2 separate regions of the Gossypium arboreum genome follow, and region 2 is linked to region 1. Evidence: chromatin contacts called from public Hi-C data. All regions are on one chromosome and are shown on one strand. Each heading gives the region's core, a stretch centred on a gene start, on an enhancer-like site or on the middle of the called end of the contact. The rest is flanking DNA. Distances are from core to core; before and after follow the strand shown. Region 1 holds the start of LOC108465023 (G-box-binding factor 1). Region 2 holds the start of LOC108465021 (probable NAD(P)H dehydrogenase (quinone) FQR1-like 2).

Region 1 (5,925 bases), core at 1,005-3,504:
AAAAAATCTAATATTACGATGGCCATATTAGGATGTGCATATACTCCCCCTGGAGGATATATAACTGGATACGGAACTGGGGTGCCGTATGGAGGCATTAAAGGATGCTGAAAGATAATCAACAGAAAAGAAAAGTAAGAACCTTACTTGAATCAAACATTGAAAGAAACAAATGATTAGGCAATAGTGATTTTAAAAGAGGAATCACCTGGCCTCCCCATATATATGGATGCGGAGTTGTTGAAGCAACAGTTGAGGCAAAAAAGGGAGGTGGAGTAGCTCCGGCACCATAATAAGCCTAAACAAGAAGATGAGTTGTAAGCTCTAACAATTATTTACAGGACAAAGACATTTTTAGTAAACTTCATCAATGTGATCAACAGTTGAAAAATAAGACAAACCATAAGACTTATGTACTATACAAACCTGCATCTGGCTTGACCAATCAGGATATGCAGGTGTCGTAGGCATCTCCTATAAGTAAAAAGTAGAAAAATCAGTAAAGCTCAACCGCTTGCTAGTGATGAGAGAACATGAATGATATGGGCACATTATTTGTTCTTTTCTTTGGGTGGAGATAAGGCAAGAATGATATACCTGAGCTGAAGCAGTAGGTTTAGAATGCTTGGCAGGTGAGCTCTCTTCTTCTGTTCCCATAACCACTTTGGCAAACTTCTTAATTTCAGCAATTTTAAAATAAAATTTGATCGTCAATGACTTTTATGAAGCACCTGTGAATCCAAAACCAAGTAAACAAGTATATCAGAGATGAGAGATCACAAGAAATTATCTACCAATGACACAACTAACAAGGAGGGGGAGAAAAATGGGAAACTATAACTAGCTATCGGGAATATGTAGGAACATCATTTATGAGCCCATGGAGCATAAATCTAAATAGATTTCAGGCAGCATATTATCATGAATGGACTACAATGAGAAAAATAATCGAACCGGACTCAATGCTCCGCAACATTGTAAACAACACTCACATGATCCAACAAAAAGACAAAACTTACCCTAAAATATTGAAAACAAATTACAACAGTTTCAAAATAACTTAAAAACCATTTAAAGAAAGCTAAAATCTAGAAATAAACTTGTTACTTTTTAAAGATCTTCTGTTATCTTGGTCACATCTCCAGCAGCGAATAAATACAAAATGATACAAATTAGGTTGTTAATTTACACTTCCATATAAACTAACTTAAAGACAAATCACACATTCTTGTCCTAACAAGTGAAGCACTCAGAGGAAAGCATCATGTTTGTAGCTAATTTAGCCATATGCAAAATAGAGGTAGAGTATCAATCGTTTCCATAAAGCGACAACCTTGAAATATAAAGTAATTCTTTAATTCTAATAATTTGTTAATTAACTCCAATTTGTTCCCTACAAAAGGAAAAATCCGACTTTTTCAACAATTCCCATATTAAACAAAAAATTAGAAGGAAAAAGAAAAAGAAAAATCAGTAGAAATTGGCGGTATCTGTTTTAAATAGACCACAGCTAAAGCTAGTCAACAATTAGCCCTCTTAATTCTTCATGCAGATTATAGTAAAAACCTAACGTTGACCAGCAATTGTCGTATTACAGCTGGAATCCATACACCTTCTCCACATGTTAGAAAAAAAAAGAAAGAAGAAGAGAACATACATTATCAGTGAATGGATTCTTAGTTTCTTACTGATGAATATGCTAAAGAACTGGGTTTTTTTTGTTTTTTCCCAAAATAGTAAAAGCTAATTTTAATCTTCAAGCCAAAACCACACGATTTCCCATAGGCATAACACAGGCAAAACTTAAAAGAAACAATATAAAGATAAAAGTTGAGAGAAGAACGAGTAAGTAATACTAATCCAACTGATAAATCAAAGTTTAAAAAAAAAAAACAAGAGATAAGAGAAAAAGAAAGAAATCCTGAAACAAATTTATTAATGGCATAAATGAACAGAAATAGAAGGAAAGAAATTTAGCTTCTAAACGCTTTTAACATTACTTATAAAAAACACAATATTAAGAAGAAGAAGAAGAAGAAGAAGAAGAAAGAAGAAAGAAAGACCTGCTTTCATGGCGTTGAAAAGGGTAGTAAGGAGGAAGTCCAAGTGGAAACACTTTAAATAAATAAATAAAAAGGGGATATTACCAAGAGAAAGACATTTATTTGTATAAACAATATTTTTTTTTTTTTGCTTCTTATATTTCCTTATCCGACGGCTGAGAATAAAGAATAAAAAAATCGTACGAGAAATTGAAGTACAATGTTCTTTGTTTAGTTTGGAAGGAAAGAAAAAGAAAGAGAAGAGAAAGGGGGGTGTCAAGTTTTATAGCGAAACTACATCGTTTAGGTTTGAACTTTTTTCTTTTTGGTCTTAAGGTTATTATCCGTATAGGCTTGTGTGGCTTCCACGTCACTGAAACATTATCCATTTATATCGCACCGCCTTTGACTTCATTCTTATTGGCTTTCAGGCTTTTATTTTTTATTAATTTAGCCGTACTTGATGGGGCATGGTTCCTGCTGGTTTCACCATTTAGCAGATGGAAATTGGTCCCTCTCTCAGCCGGACTAAGCCCAACCACGCTTCCCATTCACGAAATAAGTACATCTCTTGAAACAAAAGACAAAAACTTTGATAAAAGCTTTATGTATATTTAATTATATCTTTGACTGTTTCTGAGGTGTATATATATAAAAAGCATTGATGTCCAATTGACAGTTCTGTGAAGTTTATGTTTACTGAAAGAAGGGCATAAGCCATTCATGTACATTTTGTACCCAAAACATGATAAGCCATCATCCTGCCTGATCAATTCGATAAGCAATCATCGAAGCAGATGAAGAATGAGGTATAAGACTTCGATTTCCTCCCCTTGTCGTTACACTTATTTGTAACATGCCCGGTATCGACTGACTCTTCCTCTGCATGGCTTCCGGAACGATCAATTTCCATTTGCTTAGGAGGTGTAGTCTCTGGTGGGCTACAGTTGCGGAGGAAGTTGGTAAGAGAGGCAGTGATTTCCTTAAATTCTGGTCGAATCTTCGGGTCCTCTGCCCAACAGGACTGCAGGAGAGATACAATCTCTGTTGGAAGACCTTCCACAGAAGGCCTTTCGTTCTGAGGATTGCAAAAGGGATATAGTTAGAAATTGTTAAAAATTATTGACATGAGAAATGAAAGTTCAGCTTGCCTTTGCCGCTGCATATGCCGCTGTTACATTATCCCTTCCCTTGAATGGAGCTTTGTTCGTCAGTATCTCCCAAAGAACAATTGAGAAACTGTACACATCGACTTTGTGGTCATAGTGTTTCTTTGCTCCGATTGGGAGTGGATCTCTGCTGTATATCTAATTTGGATAAAAGAAAAACAAGTTAGGCATTACCAGAAAACTAGGAAGATAAGCCACTACTAGATTAATTTAGAACCATTATAAGAAAAGCACCTCAGGAGCCATCCACCGGTAAGTACCAGCCTCACAGGTCATTCCACCCAATACTTCCTCTCTAGCTAGTCCAAAGTCAGCCAGCTTGATGCACGTTCTATCCTCGGAGAGAAGTAAATTGCCTGTCATGAGATTAAAGGATATATAAGAAACAGACTGTCTTCTGGCATAATATTTTCACTCAATGTTGAGGTGTTTGTCTGTTGATGAAGTCAATCACAATAAAAAAGTACTGCAATGTCTAAATGCTTAGTATCAGCTTCTAAAGTCCTTAGGCATTTTAATGCATATCAGCGAAAACTTTCCGTTCCAGCACAATCTATACTTTGTTTGGTCACCTGACATTACTAGCATAGTCAGTTTATCATATCTGTTCAGGAAAACATGAAATTTTGCTGTATCTTAAGTCTTGGTCAGTGCAAGCAAGTGAAAGAATAAGCATATCATTAACTGTTTACCAAATAGCAGCAACTAGAATATTGAGATGAGAATAGAATGAATTACTTGGCTTCAGATCACGATGAATAATGCCATTGGCATGCAGGTATTCCATAGCTCGGGAAATACCCAATGCAAGACGTAAAGCAAAATCCAGTTCAAGACGCTTGGGGCGCATGTTCCACAGATACCTCTGAAGTGTATCACCTTTCATGAGTTCAGTAACTATCATCATAGTCGGCTCCAGGGAACAGCCAACAAACTGCTTCAGCAAAACATATCTGAATTAGAAGGACAAGGTAATTTAATGCAAATATGAATAGCAGTTTCAGAGAATAATGTAAGTTAAAATAGCCACAAATATCAGAGTGCCGTATGAACATCTTCCATAGATGGCTATATCATTGACATGCAGGGAGACAGTATCCTCAAACCAAATCCAACAACTTAGTTTGCTTATGAAGCCTGTTAGCAGGTTGGCTAGTGAGGAGGATACGGCAATATACTAGCAAACCGTAATACTAAAACTTAATCACACGTTGCTGGCTGTTGGGAGCTTGAAATGGAAGAGAGTGAAGGTGAAAAGGTAAAATTAGACATACACTAAAAGAGGTAAAGGGTAAGTTTTTAAAAACCTTTACAACATTTTCATGGTCCATCCTAGACAGCAGGAAAACCTCCCTCTGAAATTTCTCCTTATGCTCGCGAATTACAGCTGATGGATTACTTGGCTGAATCATCTTCACAGCAACAGGTTTGGATTTGTAGCTTGAACAAAATGAAGTAACCATCAGTGTCACGGATCCAAATTATTCGTTAACAGAAAATTGAAATTTATTGCAGCAGTATAGCCTTCTAGAACACCACATTAAGAGCAAGCATCCAATCAAATTTGCACAATGTTAAACATAATATTGCAGAATTACTAAGCATGGGCACAAAGGTATTGTTTTGTAATCGGAAACAAATAAACTTTGCCTCTTTTCTCATGCATAACTGTTAAAATACAGGGCAATGAGGAATTCATTTACCACAGCATCCATAATAGAGAGGCTGCTTTAGCACGCAAACAATATCAAAACAAGATAGCATCGAGGGAGTTCAACTTCATTGAATTCGACATAAAACATAAACGATATTGTTTGATATTGACATACAACCGGCTGCTGAGGAAATTTGACACTATATCCAAGGATGTCCTGTCAACTAGCATTTAATCATAATCGATTGGATGATGAGTCCTTTAAACGTCAACTATGCAATTCCACTGCAGTTCACATACACGTGGCGCTAATAACATCTAAATGTAATTAGAATCGATCGCAAAGTGATTTGGTGATGAGTCCTTTAACCGTCAACTATGCTATTAACAAAGGTTCCACTGCAGTCCACATACACGTGGCGCTAACAACATCTAAATGTAATTAGAATCGATCGCAAATTGATTGGATGATGAGTCCCTTAACCGTCAACTATGCTATTAACAAAGGTTCCACTGCAGTCCACATACACGTGGCGCTAACATCATCTAAATGTAATTAGAATCTATCGCAAATCGATTGGATGATGAGTCCTTTAACCGTCAATTATGCTATGAACAAAGATTCAACTGCAGTCCACATACATGCGGCGCTAACAACATCTAAATGTAGTTACAATCGATCTCAAAATCTTTTAATTGTCAACTATGCTATTAACGGAGATTGCACGGCGGTTCATATTACTTGTGATGTTATCAGCTAAAAGCTGTTAGAATCTAAAACTTCATCAGTGTTCTCAAATCTCAAGTATAAACAACTAGCTAAAGTAGTAATGATGTAGCTTATACAAATGCAGTGCAAATTCATAATCAACCAATCATGTTTCCAACTAAAAAAACTATATGACGAACACAATAGTCCTTCAATGATCTATCACGACTTGATTCTAGAAATGTTTCTTTAAAATGCAGCAAAACAAGGAATCGCAAGTCTATTTCCTTGGAACTTGAACGAACTCAAAGGGACCCCAAAAGAGAAGAAAAATCTTGAACACTAAACATA
Region 2 (5,925 bases), core at 2,090-4,589, 140 kb after region 1:
TGCATACATTTCTCTTAGAGGTATGGTATTAAGTGATTTTTAATACTTCCTATATATTCCATTCTACTTGTTATTCACTTCTGTATGATATAAAGCATATATATTGCATATGATTGTATGCCTAAAAACAATCTTTTTCCTTTCTACTTTTTGATAAATGCATCCTACAACTTGTAAACGCAGCATCATATGTTTATGGACCATTGTTTTAATACTTCGGCCCATCACCTATCCACAACATGGGCTTTTTTGTTAATTTTAAAGGCCCGTTCAGCTAGACTCTTTATCTTTTAGTTCCAGTAAGATTGACCATGATATTAAAACTCAAGCGCATCAATTCATAAATATATGGCTTTCCTTATGACTTCTACCCCTACTCTCGTCTGCTTCAGCTTAATGGAATAATGTTACCATTGTTTTAGAACTCAAGCCCATTCCTCTTCCAAGGCATGGCCCATTGCTTTACACACAGCATTTCTGCACTTGCTAATTGCATGGGCTTTATTTTTATAAATTTCTTACCATACCTCTTTTACTATTATAAAAATGTATACTACAAATACAAATATATTTGAAAAATTATAACACAAAATTAAACTATTATAAAGTATAGTAGACAAAAAACTGAACAAAACTCATTTATGGCATATGCACAAGTTAAAACTAGAGACTTACATATTGTAATTGCACATGATGAGATATGAATTTAAGTGCTCAAGCAATACCTCCACTTTAACCAATAACTCTATAAAGTCTCATCCATCATACTTTATATTTTTATTGTACATAATATCTATCCTATCACACCAATTCACTCTATAACTACTCTACACACATCATTACGCGGGTTCTACTAAGGCCTTTTTCATGTGAGAAAGATGGAGAGGAGAGGATCTTTCTCTCATTTTAGAACCAATTTTTTTCTACACTCCAACCACTCATATTATTCCCTCTCTATTCTATTTTAAGTTGGATAAATCGATTAATTTAGTCATCGATCAAATATTGGATTAACAATTCTTAATAATACATGGATTGATGATAGCTCAGGTTGGTATATTGTGTTCGAACACAGCTTGTAGTTTTAAAAATATATATAATTTAATTATGTTGTAGAATAAAACTTTTGGAAAGTTTTGGAAAACTGAAATTAATTGCATTGAGAATGGGCAGATGAGAGTTGATGGATATGAATAAGAGAGCAACTCATTATCTTGACTTAAATCGCAGTCTCAATAGTCAAGCCTCAACCAACTACTCGAACCTTAGATATAATTTAGTGTTGGGGGGCAATGGACCGTTGCCTAGTTAACCTTCCTGGGGCTGCTGTGGTTAAGAGACTTCAATAGGGTCGGGTGAAGTTCTCTCATAAAAGGAAGGGGCATTATTTAGTAATAATCACACAAGTCACAGCCCTTACAAATATAGGACCTAATATTAGGTTTTTGTGTTTGACTCAAGTTTGGTTATGTCCAATTGGTATTAAATCCGTAGGGAAGTTGTACTTTTTCTTATATTGGTTTTCATATCCAACTTTAACTAAAGTTGTTTCTGATTGTATGAAAACAGAAACTTAATGTTATTTATGATTATTGTTATTCGTACAACACTAATTATAATCATAACTTAGAAAACTGAGATTGTTGATGGACAAAATTGGATTAAATATTCCATCAATCCTTAAACTCTTCACAAATTTAGAATTTAATCCCTGTACTTTTGTTTTAAAAAATTTAGTCACTCAATTTTTTAAAGTTCAAATTTCAGGTCCAATTATTAATACCTTTAAAAATTCTTTCGTTAAATTTGTTGGTGTAACATTTTGAAATAAAAAAACTTATTTAATAGTCGGTAACTAAAATAACAATGTTGTAATAAACTTGAATTTAACAAAATAATTTTAATAATATTAACAATTAAATTCTATTTTAAAATTTGAAAAGTAATTCAAAATTTATGAACAAGACTTATGGTGTATTTTAACAAAAAGTATAATTACAACTAAAGTTGGATATTGTTATATATTTATATCGTGAATTTTTATATTAAACAACTAAACCAATCTCATATAATTTATTTTCATTAATTAACGATAAATTTTATTGTTAAAATATGTCATATGTTCTTGTATTCTTTATAAATTTAGAATTTAATCTCTGTACTTTTATTTGTAGGAATTTAGTCTTTTACTTCTTTTTAAAATTTAGATCCAATTATTAAGCAGTTAAATTTTTTCTTTTAAATTCATTGGAGTGAAATTTTAAAATAAAAGAAATACCTATTTAGTAGCAATATAATTAAAAGAGATACTGTAATGAACTTTAATTTAATAAAATAATTTTAATAGTATTAATAATTATATCTAAAATTTGAAATCGGGACTAAATTTACTGAAATATGGATGTATTTTAACCTAAAATATTTTATAGACAAAAGAGTAGGTGATTTCATTTGTTCTTTTTTTTTTTTTAATGAACATGATACACTCAATCTTGATTAACGTGACAAAAAAGTAATCAAAATTAAAATCCAACCATTTAAAAGCAAAGCTTCAACTCAACTCCGAGTCAATGGTGATGTGATTGGAGGATAAGTCCTACACCAACTTATTATAAAGTTAAAATTTGTCGAAATTAATAAATTAAACAACATCGTTATACTTAAAAAAATTCAAGACACGCGTCGAACTACGAAGTCTTTAAATCTACAACTAAAACTATTTATTTTTCTCACCTAATTTCTGCAAAATTGAAAAGCTTAAAATGCCCCGCAAGTCTTTCTACTTTTCAAAATTAGAAATTTATTCATTATACTTTTATTTTATGGAATTTAATGTCCCTACTTTTTAGATTTTAAAATTCAGGTCTAATTGGTAACACCATTAACTTTTTTGTTAAATTCAAGTTAATTATAAAGTCATTTTTTAATTACATGGTCACCAAGTGAACATTTTTTTATTTGAAAAATATCACAATAACAAATTTAACAATGTTAATATTTGGACATGAATTTTAAAATTTGAAAAGTAGAAGGACTAAATTCCATGAAATATAAATACAGAGACTAAATTCCTAATTTTGAAAAATACATGGAGTTGTGACATATTTTAACCAAATAAAACGATATTATTAATTGTGTCAAAAAGAATATTAATACATTTTAAGGCTAAATGCATAAAACTTCCTAAACTATAACTCAATTGAGTGGTTGAATACTAATTTAGATTAGTCATAGATTAGATTTATAATAATAAAAATAAGTGTACATATACTATAAACGGCTGAGATGCAGGGATGATAAAAGTGGTGAATTTCAAGTAATATCCTAAAACTTTTTAGGTATGAAAGTGATAATAGTGAATAACTTGGGGCACCATTTGAATGTTTAAGCCAAATAGATATTATATTTATAAGTTGGTAAAAAAGCGTGCGAAACAGCGAATCTTCTTCTTCATCTATGTTTGGAGTTTGAATACAAAAAGAAAGTAAGGTTAAGCCTTTTCATTAATCCTCAAGCTTTTATTTTTGCCCATAAGTCTACTCCCAGTTTCCCTTAATCCTCCATGGGCAAAGGCGGAGGTTGTGTCCCAAGCAAAAAGAGACAACCTTCCTCTGCCGAAGGCTCTGCCACTGCCACTGCCACTACCGCCACCAACAACGCACCCATCGAAGCCGATGAAGAAACTCACGAAACTGCCAGTGTAGCTGTGAATTCTACGAATGCGCAATCAGTTACCGCCACTTTAAAAATCTTTATTGTTTACTACTCCATGTATGGTCACGTGGAGAAACTGGCCAAGCGGATGAAGAAAGGGGTCGACGGCGTGGAAGGTGTAGAAGCGGTTCTTTATCGGGTTCCCGAGACGCTCCCGGATGATGTGCTGGACCATATGAAGGTGCCGTCGAAAAACCCCGAGGTTCCAGAGATTAAAGCGGCGGAATTGGCGGAGGCGGATGGGGTTCTGTTTGGGTTTCCGACGAGGTTTGGCTGTATGGCGGCTCAGATGAAGGCGTTTTTCGATTCCAGTGGACAGCTTTGGAAGGAGCAGACTCTGGCCGGGAAGCCAGCTGGGTTCTTTGTTAGTACTGGAACTCAAGGAGGCGGCCAAGAGGCCACCGCGTAAGTTGGAATTTTGATTAACTTTCTCTGTTTTTGTTGCAATGGTCGACAATTTCCATAAATTTGGTTACTTTAGATAATACATTGCTCCCCAAACCCCTCCACATCAGCAGAGAAATTTTCATCAATAATGTCGTTTTCCTTCTCTTTACCTTTGTTCTTTCCTGAATTTGTTATCTCACAAGAGAAATCTAAGAAAGTTGGATCATGGAAAATACCTCGTAGATGATTCATGTTACCTAGTTTGACATCTAGAGTTGAACAAAGTGTTTATCGTTTAGCTCAGAGGTTACAAGTTATGGTAGATGTCTCATGAGATCAAATAGATGAAGATACAAGTTGGCTATAATAGTAAACTTATCCTATAAATTTATGTTTACTTGTAAGTGCTAAGATTTATCTTGAATCTGCGTAAGTTGGATGGTTTTGGTTGCATTTCAGAGGCTTTGTTCTTTCTATTACAAGTATGCTGAATCCTTTAATTTGTAGGTTTTATTTTAAACAACTACGGTTTAACTCTTAGCTTAGATTAAAACGTAAGACAATTGCTTCCAGTTTTACTCATGGCTAGGTTTTTACCATTTAAAGTAGATGATTTTAATGTCGATGTTTATGCTCACTGGAAGATGAAGTTTGTCTGACATGAGAATTTAATCTGATCTATAGAAGCCTTTTAGGCTTGAAAATGTTGAGTGGATGTTTCTTTCTATAGTGTTATTGGTTTCCTTCTCTTTTGTGTTTCAGTATTTTATACTTTATTGGTTTATTATCAATACAAGATGCTCTCTGCATTTCCAGAGGATTCATGGCGCTTTTTGTCCTAATTTATCACTTATCAGCTTTCATACAATTTGTACATCAGGATTATCTCTTCCTGTGATTTTTTTTTTGGTCCTTGACCAATGTAGTATTTAAAATATTTAAGAAGATTTATGCATTTCTTGTGCTTCCCTCTGGTTCAGTTGGACGGCAATAACGCAGTTGGCACACCATGGAATGCTGTTTGTTCCTATTGGCTACACTTTTGGAGCTGGTATGTTCAAGATGGATTCCATACGAGGAGGTTCTCCGTACGGTGCTGGAGTTTATGCAGGTGATGGCACAAGAGAACCAACTGAAACTGAGCTTGGGCTTGCAGAGCATCAGGGAAAGTACATGGCTGGTGTGGTCAAGAGGCTTTGTCAAGCTTGACATTCCCCACACTTGAGGGTCGCATACTTTGTTGATTGTTCATTAGGTGAATTGTGTTTGAATTTGTCCTTGGTCTTGCCATTTCTCAGCATGAGAGATGTCACTTATATTGGTATTTATTTCACCATTTCTTTTTGTCAATTCCATTCAGTTGAGAAAGATGTACATGATTTGATCTTCTTGTGTCTTGTCTTATCAAATAAGATGTATCATATGTGGCCATCGGGATTTTTGGTTTGTATAATTTCCATTGTGTAATTCACCACAAGCTTTGATTTAATAAAAGAAATTTCATTTGTCTGTCTCTGGTGGATAAAGATGAGATGAATTGGCATACTCAACCTGTCTGCGAATCTCTAAGTGCATGATTTTTTTTTCCCTGTAAATGATTTAGATTTGCTAATTTTTGTGATTTTTTCTGCTTCTGCCTTCTAGTTATTCAAAAACAGACATCGTTTCATCAATCCAGCAAGTGCATTATACGAAGATCCACCCTTCATCCAAGCCTTCTCTGCACTATGTTTTAACTTTTCACTCTGTCTCTTATTTTTCTCCCTTCATCAAATATTTTCTTTACCATTGCCTCGATCTCTTCCCTCCCGACGACACCCTTTG

Evidence for each region. Hi-C and Micro-C count contacts between places; a contact is called where the count stands out from the background.
Region 2: a Hi-C map of leaf shows a contact between it and region 1, with 7 times the contacts expected there. The contact joins the promoter of LOC108465021 here to the promoter of LOC108465023 in region 1. A contact is called at or near these places in 3 of 5 Hi-C or Micro-C datasets (all in leaf).

Annotation. Positions count from the first base shown.
Region 1 is chr11:28,228,380-28,234,304 of ASM2569848v2, forward strand. LOC108465023 (G-box-binding factor 1) reads right to left here and starts at 2,255. Exons shown (of 12, transcript XM_017765324.2): 1 at 2,064-2,255; 2 at 598-731; 3 at 427-474; 4 at 209-298; 5 at 18-107. The coding sequence starts at 657. LOC108465028 (serine/threonine/tyrosine-protein kinase HT1-like) reads right to left here. Exons shown (of 6, transcript XM_017765329.2): 2 at 4,519-4,651; 3 at 3,950-4,145; 4 at 3,446-3,567; 5 at 3,194-3,349; 6 at 2,634-3,120. The coding sequence ends at 2,812.
Region 2 is chr11:28,363,016-28,368,940 of ASM2569848v2, forward strand. LOC108465021 (probable NAD(P)H dehydrogenase (quinone) FQR1-like 2) reads left to right here and starts at 3,340. Exons shown (of 2, transcript XM_017765323.2): 1 at 3,340-4,119; 2 at 5,082-5,614. The coding sequence starts at 3,563. The coding sequence ends at 5,310.